2 separate regions of the Ovis aries genome follow, and region 2 is linked to region 1. Evidence: chromatin contacts called from public Hi-C data. All regions are on one chromosome and are shown on one strand. The core of a region is the stretch at or near the end of the contact, and the rest is flanking DNA. Distances in the headings are between cores, read along the strand shown. Region 1 overlaps SLC43A2 (solute carrier family 43 member 2). Region 2 holds the start of SMYD4 (SET and MYND domain containing 4).

Region 1 (4,293 bases), core at 1,260-3,759:
GCTATGATGCTGTTTCCGTGATTATACAACGCTCCTCTGGATGAAGGTGCAGCCAAGCCCGGCCCAGCCTCCCACCTGCTCCCTGGGCCTAGTTCCCGAGCCACAGACTCCTGCGGAATCATGTTGTCCACTCGGCTCAGCCAGACACCCGTGGGCCCCAGGGCCTTCATGCTGGTCCAAAAGGGAAATTCTCTGTGTGGAACTGCTCAGCATGAAGCAGTCCGAAGATGGACACTAGACTGTCCTCTGAAGCTGTTCCCACATCTCCTCTGACACCGCAAGTTGCAGCCTGGGGGCACCGGCAGCTGGGGCCAGGCTGAGGCCAAGGAGCATCTGGGAAGCTGGACAGTGGCCCCTGCGGTGACAGGCTCTCTCCTGTCCTGGCAGGTACCCCTCCACACAGTTTGGCAGCCTCACGGGCCTGCAGTCCCTGATCAGCGCCCTCTTCGCTCTCCTGCAGCAGCCCCTGTTTCTGGCTATGATGGGTCCCCTCCAGGGAGACCCTCTGTGGGTAAGAAGGGTTGGGGGGCGCCGGGTTATGGGCATCCACTCTACTCTGCTGAGTGGGAGCTGGGAGGCATCACAGCGTGTTCCAGAACCCCAGGACAGGCAGTTTGGAACTTTGGTTAGGGTCAGTTCAGGGATCCCTTGTGAATAGGCTGGGGAGCAAGAGGGGAAGAGTCCTTTTTATCCATTTCTTTAAAAAAATTTATATTGGCTATGCTGTGTGGCATATGGAATCTTAGTTCCCCAACCAAGGATACAAAGCCACACTTCCTGCATTGGAACCTGAGTCTTAACCACTGGACCTACTAGGGAATTCCCAAGAGTGTCCTTTCTGGACCTGACTTTGGGGTAAATGGAACTGAGTTGCTGTCCCTGCCCCTCCTGCCAGAGGCTGGGATTCATATCCAGGTGCTGGGAGCTTGTCCCAATCCCACCACGCCCCTGGACCTTCAGATCAGCACGTTAGTGTGGCCCGTGGGCCACTGGGGAATCCTGATGCCAGAACGTGGGACGACAGGTCCTCAGACCTCCTGAAACTCCTCCTTTGTTTTTCCTGTGACCTTCGCCTCAATCGGAAGAGTCTGGCTGCACAAGGACGGCAGCCCACACGTGCTGTGGTCCCTGCCCCTCGTGACGGCCGCTCTCGTCCCTGCCTCCCCAGGTGAACGTGGGCCTGCTGGTCCTGAGCATGCTGGGCTTCTGCCTCCCCCTCTACCTCATCTGCTACAGGCGCCAGCTGGAGAGGCAGCTGGAGCGGAAGAGAGAGGACGACAAGCTTTTCCTCAAGCTCAATGGCTCGTCCAACCGGGAGGCTTTTGTGTAGCGCCTGCCGTCTCGGATCACGGCCTCCCGCCCTCTCGCTTCAGTGACTTGAGGTGTCCTCATCCCCACCCCAGAGGACCTCCACGCACTCCCGCCCACCCCCAACCCCAGGATCCTGTTCTCCACTGTGCTGGAGTCCACGCTCCCTCCCAGGGACCTGGTCCTGCCTCGGAGCTCTGTGGTGGACAGACGGATGGGAGAGGGCCTCAACAGACGCTTCTCCTCCTGCTGGAGGCAGGGGGGCTCTGGACTTCACTCTGCCACCCTTGAGGGGCCCTTGAGCCTCAGGGCTCTGTGGTGCCTGCAGGAGGAGCCAGGAGGACCCCCTGGGCTGGCAGACCCTCTCCCCCGAAGTGTGTCCAGATTCTGCGTCTAGCCAAAGCAGAGGGGTCTGCCATCCACTGCCCGCCTCCCGCCCCTCAGCTGCATGTCCACCGACCACACCTGCCTGAGGACAAAGGCTTGCACTGTCTGCACAGCCCCCCCACCCCCGGCCTGGCCCCTCACTCCTCCCCCAGCCAGTCTGAGCTGCCTGAGGAAGGAAGGACCCGCTTCCTGTTGTTGGTGCTAACTCCTTTGTGATTCCAGCCCCCTGTGGCCTGTCCATGGCCTGTCCTCCTGTTCGAGGCCTGTGGGGAAGTGCCCCCCCACCCCCCGTCCCCCGCCCACCCCCAGGTTAGCCTGGGAAGGGTCTGGAGGGCTGGATGGTCACGTGAGAACCATGGACAAGGCTGGGCAGCGGTCCTTTCCCTCTCCCCTCAGGACTTGAGTGGGGGCATGTCTCCACTGCCACCCTCTGTCCAGGCTGTGACCAGAAGGGAATTAAGGGGGCACCAATAGGGCATCACACACACACACACACACACACACACACACACACACACACACACACAGAGCTGTTTTTGTGGGGGGTGGAAGTGAGGCTGCAGCTGACAGTCCTGGAGGTCCAGGCCTGGGTGGGGAGGTGAATTTGTGAGAGGCCTAGGGGTGTGGATGTGTGGGCTGTGTGTGCATGTGCTCTGTATGGGAGTTGTGTGTGGGGGTGGTGGCAGGCTGTGGGCTCTGGGTGTCTACACTTGTCCTCCCAGAGCTGCCCCCAGCTGGCCAGGCCCCGGCAAGCCCAGCGCCTTGGCGCCAGCCCCATTCAGGGCCAAGCTTGTTCCAGGCTGCGGGGCCACAGCGCCCCCTGCTGGCAGACTCTCCCAGGGGCCCTGGAGCTGTTTACGCGGGCAAGGCCACCTTTCCTCTGCCAGGCGGGCCTGGCTTACCAACCCACCCACCTTGACTGCGCTCAGAAATGTGTCTGAGGCTTCCTGGGAGTTCTGAGAGGGGTGGGTGGATTTTTAGGTTATTTGTTTTAAGTTTTATCAGACTTCTTTTTATAAAGCAATAAATCCATTTCCCTACTGGTAAGGGATGCCCCCTTCTAGCATATCAATTCATGACTCCATGTACCTGTTTTGAGCTTGAGAAGAAAAGGCAGGATAAAGTTTTCTGCCACTGACGAGCCCCAGTTGTCCCCAGCTGCTGACTCTGGGTACCGTCTCTCTCTGGGTGTGATTGCTGTCTTGGGAGGGGCAGTGGGGCAGGAAAAGACCTTCCGCCCCTGCCCCAGCCCTAACACATCAGGCCTGTGCAGACACCTTAGAAGTGTGGTCATAGCCTCCTCTGCTGCTTATCCCAGCCAGACAGGCTAATCCTGACCCCCTTTCATCCCTGCTCAGGCTTCCTGTCACCAGTCAGCCACACCGAGGGTTCCTCCTGGGTTCAGGACGCAGGGTGACCCCAGACAAGCCGCAGCCTCAAAGGCAGCAGGGGCAGGATGTGGCGGGAGGAATGGGTGGTGACGGGAAAGGGCAGACCCAGGCCCAGACCTGAGCTTCTGGTCACAGCTGAGCCCCTGAAACTCATCTCCCTAGGCCTCATCCACTCAAATACGCAAAAGCAGGTATTTGTTTTAAACAATTTTTTTTTTCCCAAAGGAGAGAGCGTGAGATGAACATTTCTCCCAAAGCATTCCTAAAAATGCTAGTTCTGGGAGATGTTAAGGTTATTTTAATTTTTAAAGTTTTGGGACTTCCCTGGTGGTCCATTGGCTAAGACTCTGTACTCCCAATGCAGGGGACCTGGGTTCAATCCCTGCTCAGGGAACTAGATCCCAACTAAGAACCCAGTGCAGCCAAATACATAATTTTTAAAAAGTTTTGTAGTCAGATTTGGGAAATGCTGGACAAGCTCAAGTTAGCTCAGTGCTGGTGGGCTGTGCTCTCCAGAGGGGTGTGGTGGGCAGCTGGGGAATGGTTTTAACAATCCCAGCCACCCCCCACGGGTGTGGCCCAGTTACGACCTGCAGCAGGAGCTTTCAGGGTGGTTGTTAATAACATAGCCCATGGGTCTTGCCTCTGACCTAGAGGGAAACTAAAGTCTATTCTTTGCTAAGCTCCACCAGGTGATTCTGTTGCAGCCGCGCACCCCCCCCCACCCCCCCAACATTTGAAACCCACTGACAATGGAGTGCAGTTTGGGGCAGTGCTGATTAGCAAGGGCCCTTCCCACTGGGAAGTGTATTGAGGCTATACGGACACAGCCTGTGTTGTGCCCAGCAGCCCCCAGCCCAGCCGAAGTGGGAGCTTCGCCTCTCTCTATCACTGTGGAAAGGAGCAGGCACTGAGAAACCGGAGTTCAGGGTGGAAAATAGTCCAGAGCCAACAGTGTATGGGGCTTAGGGATACGAAAATGAGAGCAGGGTACCAGGCAGTTTGGGTGCCACATGTGCCACACACCCACCCCCCACTCCCTTGCCAGTCATTTTACTCTGACTGCAGGATTGATGGGTTACATATTTTCCCATTACCATCACTGAGGCATGCTAAGAAGCCAAGAGTTGATATACTCCCTTCCCTATTTTACAGCTGGGAAAACTGAGGCCTGCACAGGTGGAGTAACTTGCTCATGGTTAAAGCC
Region 2 (4,320 bases), core at 351-2,850, 200 kb before region 1:
ATGTTAGTCAACAGGAGAAGAATGAAGAACACCCCGTTGTTAATTGGCTACACTCCAATACAAAATAAAAAATTTAATGACAATAATTTTTTTAAAAAAGCACCACCCAGGCAGTAGGCACAGGTTAAAGAATGTTCAAAGCCCCTGCGGAAGGCAGGAGTATGAAATATACCAGGAATTTACAATTTACATTTTAAAAAGCTGAAAAAAAGGAAAGAACAGGTAGGAATATGCCGTGTTGGGAATGGCAGGAGGAAGATTATGCTGGGTTAAAGGAAGAAGGCCAGGCACAAACAATGGTGCCTGGAGAGAAGTAGCTGGATTTAAGAGACATGGGTGAAGGCATAACAGACCAAACTTACGTAGGGTGACAGCCAGGGTGAGAGTTTAAAGGAAGAATGATTCCACAATTTCTAGCTGGCATAACTTAATGAATAATGGTGCCATGCATCCAGACAGGTGACAGCAGAGGCCCAAATTTAGGAAGATATTAGATTTTCTTTGGAACATGTTGAATTTAAAATGTCTTTGAGATTATCAAGTACACAGATGACAGAGGTTTGTCTTTCAGAGTAAAGCTGGCCCTGCACAAAAAAAAACTTGTGAGCAACTGACACAGAGACGGTAATTTTATTGTTTTGGGAGAAGAGGGCCTAGGGTTGAGCCTTGAGTCAACAAAAATTTACAGAAGGATCTGAAAATAAGACGGGGAAAGACAAGCCAAGCTGAAAATAAGACGGATTTTCTCCCGTCTTAGAAGAGGATGCTACCGGAAGAAAGCTTTGCCCGATAGTCAAACGCTGCTGAGAACTGACAGATTTAGATCTCCAAAGTGTCTGCTGGACTTAACAACCCCAGGAGGCACTGCTGACTTCAGCCAGGGTTACAGCGATCAGGGAGGAGAGTGACTAATTCGAGTCGGTTAAAGGGGAATGCGAGGCGAGGAAAAGAACTGAAAACTAACAACTCTTGCAAAAAGTTTCGCTGCGGATGGGGGAAGGGAAGAAGAAAGAGTGGCTGCAGGAGAGAGATGGGGGAAGATCAATCGTTTACTTTGTTTCAATTCCTGAAGCAGGAAAAACATGAGCATGTTGAAAAAGATGACGATAAAAATGCGTTAACTGATGATTCTAGGGAGTCATCCAGGGGTTCCTACCCAACCCCCGCTATCACTCCGGCTCCTGTGTTCTCTCCCCCTCCTCCACCCGCACGGCCCCAGGGCCCACAGCCGCCCCGGACCGCGCCCAGCTCGCAGGCGTCGCCTCACCGCAATGGCCCCCTCGCTCAGGTGGCCCACCATGGTTCCGCTGCAACAACTCCCGCGCTCCGGCTCCCCCAACACAAGCCTGGCTTTACTCCCGGGGACCCGCGCGCTCCAAGGCGATTGGCCGGAGGAGCTGCGTGAACCGCCCCCGCCTCCCGACGTGCGCACGGCACGCGGCAGTCTCAGGGCCAAGCAGCCGCCGCATTGGCTGAGGCGCGGCACGCGGCTCACGTGACCCACCGGAGTCCGGGTCCCGAGCCTTGTTGCGGGATGGCGGGGGCCTAGGGGCGGGGCGCCGAGCGCTGGGGCGCGCGAACCGTGACGCGGGCGCCGCCAAGGGCGCAGGGCGGAGGGGTTCCGGGAGCTTTCCCCGCGGGCTCTAGGAAACGTACCGCGCTCGGCCTTCGGCGGGCAGCCATAGACTGCTAGCCCAGAGGAGTGTTCGAGGGGTTCCCTGATAATTCTGCTACTGAAAGTAGTCGAAGCAGTGACTCGCTTCTTTCAGCAACACCGAGCTGAGCTCCCGCAGGTGCCAGACCCTGAACTGGGCACAGTGGGGGGGGTCTCTCAAGGTAAATAAGACCTGGTCCCTACTCCCAGAGGGGAGCACAGTATGTCGAGGGAGTTTCTGCTGTGAGTAGCCTTAACTCAGTGTAGACGTGGTTTGGGTCCCAGGAGAGACGCAAAGTGTGCGCCTGTCGTCACAGGTGCCAAAATCAGGGAAGGCTTCTCGGAGTAGGAACCATTTGAACTGAGTCTTGAAGGATGTGTGCAAATTCGGATAGTAGGGTATAGAGGAAAAAGCGAGACTTGATCAGAAAGTAGGTCAGGGGTCAAATGATAAAGGGTTTGTACTGGGCTTCCCCAAGTTCTAGGAGGAGCATCAGTGAATTTAAGGCAGAGAATTGACATCGGTCTCAGTATGGAGGATGGACTAAATTGGGAAGGGGGAACAGGGAGGGATAGTCTGAGGGCCTGAAGACTAATTATGACACTCGAGAAAGAATGCCAGACAGGAAATGGTGAGGGCTTGAACTAAAGAAGGGACCTCGGGATTGAAAAGAAAAAACTGAACTATGTAAGAAATCTGATTCATCATTGTATAACCGTTCCCTAGTACGATGCCAGGAACAAAGTCAGTTTTCAGTAAATAATTTCTGAATGAAGGGATGTGAATTGGTGCGGGAGAGGATACATCCTTCCCTGGCATGTAAACAACTGTAGGAAGAGACTACAAGATCTGATTTTGTGGCCTCGTGGTGCATGCTTGAATGAAATCGATTTTCTGGAATTATGCATTTGTAGAAAACTGAATTCCTTGTTTTCTTATTCATTTTTTAGGTCTGAAGTAGCATGGATCTGCCCGTGGATGAGTGGAAATCCTACGTACTTCAGAAGTGGTCTTTGCTCCCCAAGTCCATTCAGGTCACCATTTCTACAGCAGAGACTTTGAATGATCTCTTTCTTCACTCATCTGCACTTCTTCAGTAAGTGAATGAAAGCTTCAGTCAGGGAAGTTTTGATCTGGGAAGTGTTCTTTTTATGATTTCCTCTCAGATTGTATCTTTTTCTGATGGAAGAGTTAAGTGCAGATTTTTCTCTTTTGGGGCATTCAACAGTTCTTGATATTTCCACAGTGCTTTCTAACCTATTACATCAATAGAACAGGTATGTGTATGCCCAGTCATGTCAGACTCTCTGCGACCCCTTGGACTGTAGCCTGCCAGGCTCCTTTGTCCGCTGGATTTTACAGGCAAGAATACTGAAGCAGGTTGCCATTCCCTTCTCCAGGGGATCTTCCCGACCAGGGATTGAACCTGTGTCTCTTGAGTCTTCTGCGTTGGCAGGTGGATGGATGCTCGTTAGCTTTGTCAGTGTCAGCAGGCATGCTGACTCAAGGCCAAGTAGTCATGCCTTGTGGTAGTCACTAGGCTGTACACCTTGCCATATCCCAAAGGATATGGTGCAGATTCAGTGGCTGCACATAGAAATTTAAAAATTCTATTTGGAAAGAACCATGGAGGTCATATGGTCTAACCTAAGTAGTTTTCAAACACTCTTGACTACACTCTTCAACAAGAAACATATTGTACATCACGACCTAGTACACACATGTGTACGAGAAACCGAAACAACTTCCCAGAACCTCGTTCAGTGAATTATGAGAACATCTGTTTCATGCCAGCTACTGTGCCAGGTGCTTAGTAAACCAAAAGCACATCATTTTAAAAAATAGACAAAGGGGCTTCCCTGGTGTCTCAGTGGTAAAGAATCTGCCAATGCAGGAGGCATGCTGCGGAGCAGCTAAGCCCACGCACCACAACTGCTGAGCCTGTCCTCAAGAACCTGGGAGCCACACCTGCTGAGCCTGTGTGCTGAAACTTCTTAAGCTCACTTGTCCTAGAACCCAGGCTCTGCACCAAGAGAGGCTGTTACGATGAGAAGTCCATGTACCTCAAGTAGAGAAAAAGCCCAGGTAGCAATGAAGACCCAGCTCAGCCAAAAATAGATAAACGAATTTAAAAAAATAGATAAAGATCCTTACTACCAAGGAGGGACAGAAATAAACATCATAATGTGTATAATATGTTAAAAGTGATAAGTGCAGTTGAAAAAAGGAAAATTGAATGGGGTCGGGGCAATAGCCAGTGCTAGGAATGAGAGTACAGGTTGTAGTATTAAATGGTATCGTCAGATATGCCTCTTGAAAGAGCAAAAGTGGAGCAGAGTCTTGGCCATACAGGAGTTAACAAAGTAGATGTCTGATAGAAGAGAATTCTGGGCAGAGAGCCTACGGTGGGAGAGTATCTGGCCTGGTTTAAAAAATAGCAAGTTGGGTGAACAGGTAGTAGTGAATAAACAGAGTGAGCCCGAGGGAGAGTGGTAGGAAATACCGTCAGAGAAGTAATGGGACATGCATGGGAGTTGGGAGCAGGTTTCACAGATCGAGTGGGCCTTTTATTAGTGCCTTATCTTTTTACTCTGAGTAGGAAGTTGTTGCAGCATGTGATAGGCAGAATGCTAAAGATGCCCCTCACCCCCACCAGTCTTGTCCC

Evidence for each region. Hi-C and Micro-C count contacts between places; a contact is called where the count stands out from the background.
Region 2: a Hi-C map of blood shows a contact between it and region 1, with 2.8 times the contacts expected there. The contact joins the promoter of SMYD4 here to the enhancer-like site in region 1. A contact is called at or near these places in 2 of 16 Hi-C or Micro-C datasets (blood and skin fibroblasts).

Annotation. Positions count from the first base shown.
Region 1 is chr11:22,584,002-22,588,294 of ARS-UI_Ramb_v3.0, reverse strand. It overlaps SLC43A2 (solute carrier family 43 member 2), which reads left to right. Exons shown (of 14, transcript XM_042255486.1): 13 at 388-511; 14 at 1,169-4,293. The coding sequence ends at 1,330. Among named protein-coding and RNA genes, the nearest start is that of PITPNA, 13 kb to the right of the region's middle. Within about 2 kb of position 2,509, at least 27 of the 54 cell types and tissues checked have an H3K27ac peak or open chromatin away from gene starts, as enhancers often do.
Region 2 is chr11:22,787,694-22,792,013 of ARS-UI_Ramb_v3.0, reverse strand. It overlaps SMYD4 (SET and MYND domain containing 4), which reads left to right and starts at 1,600. Exons shown (of 11, transcript XM_012185460.4): 1 at 1,600-1,793; 2 at 2,606-2,751. The coding sequence starts at 2,618. It overlaps RPA1 (replication protein A1), which reads right to left and starts at 1,300. Exons shown (of 17, transcript NM_001161889.1): 1 at 1,268-1,300. The coding sequence starts at 1,300.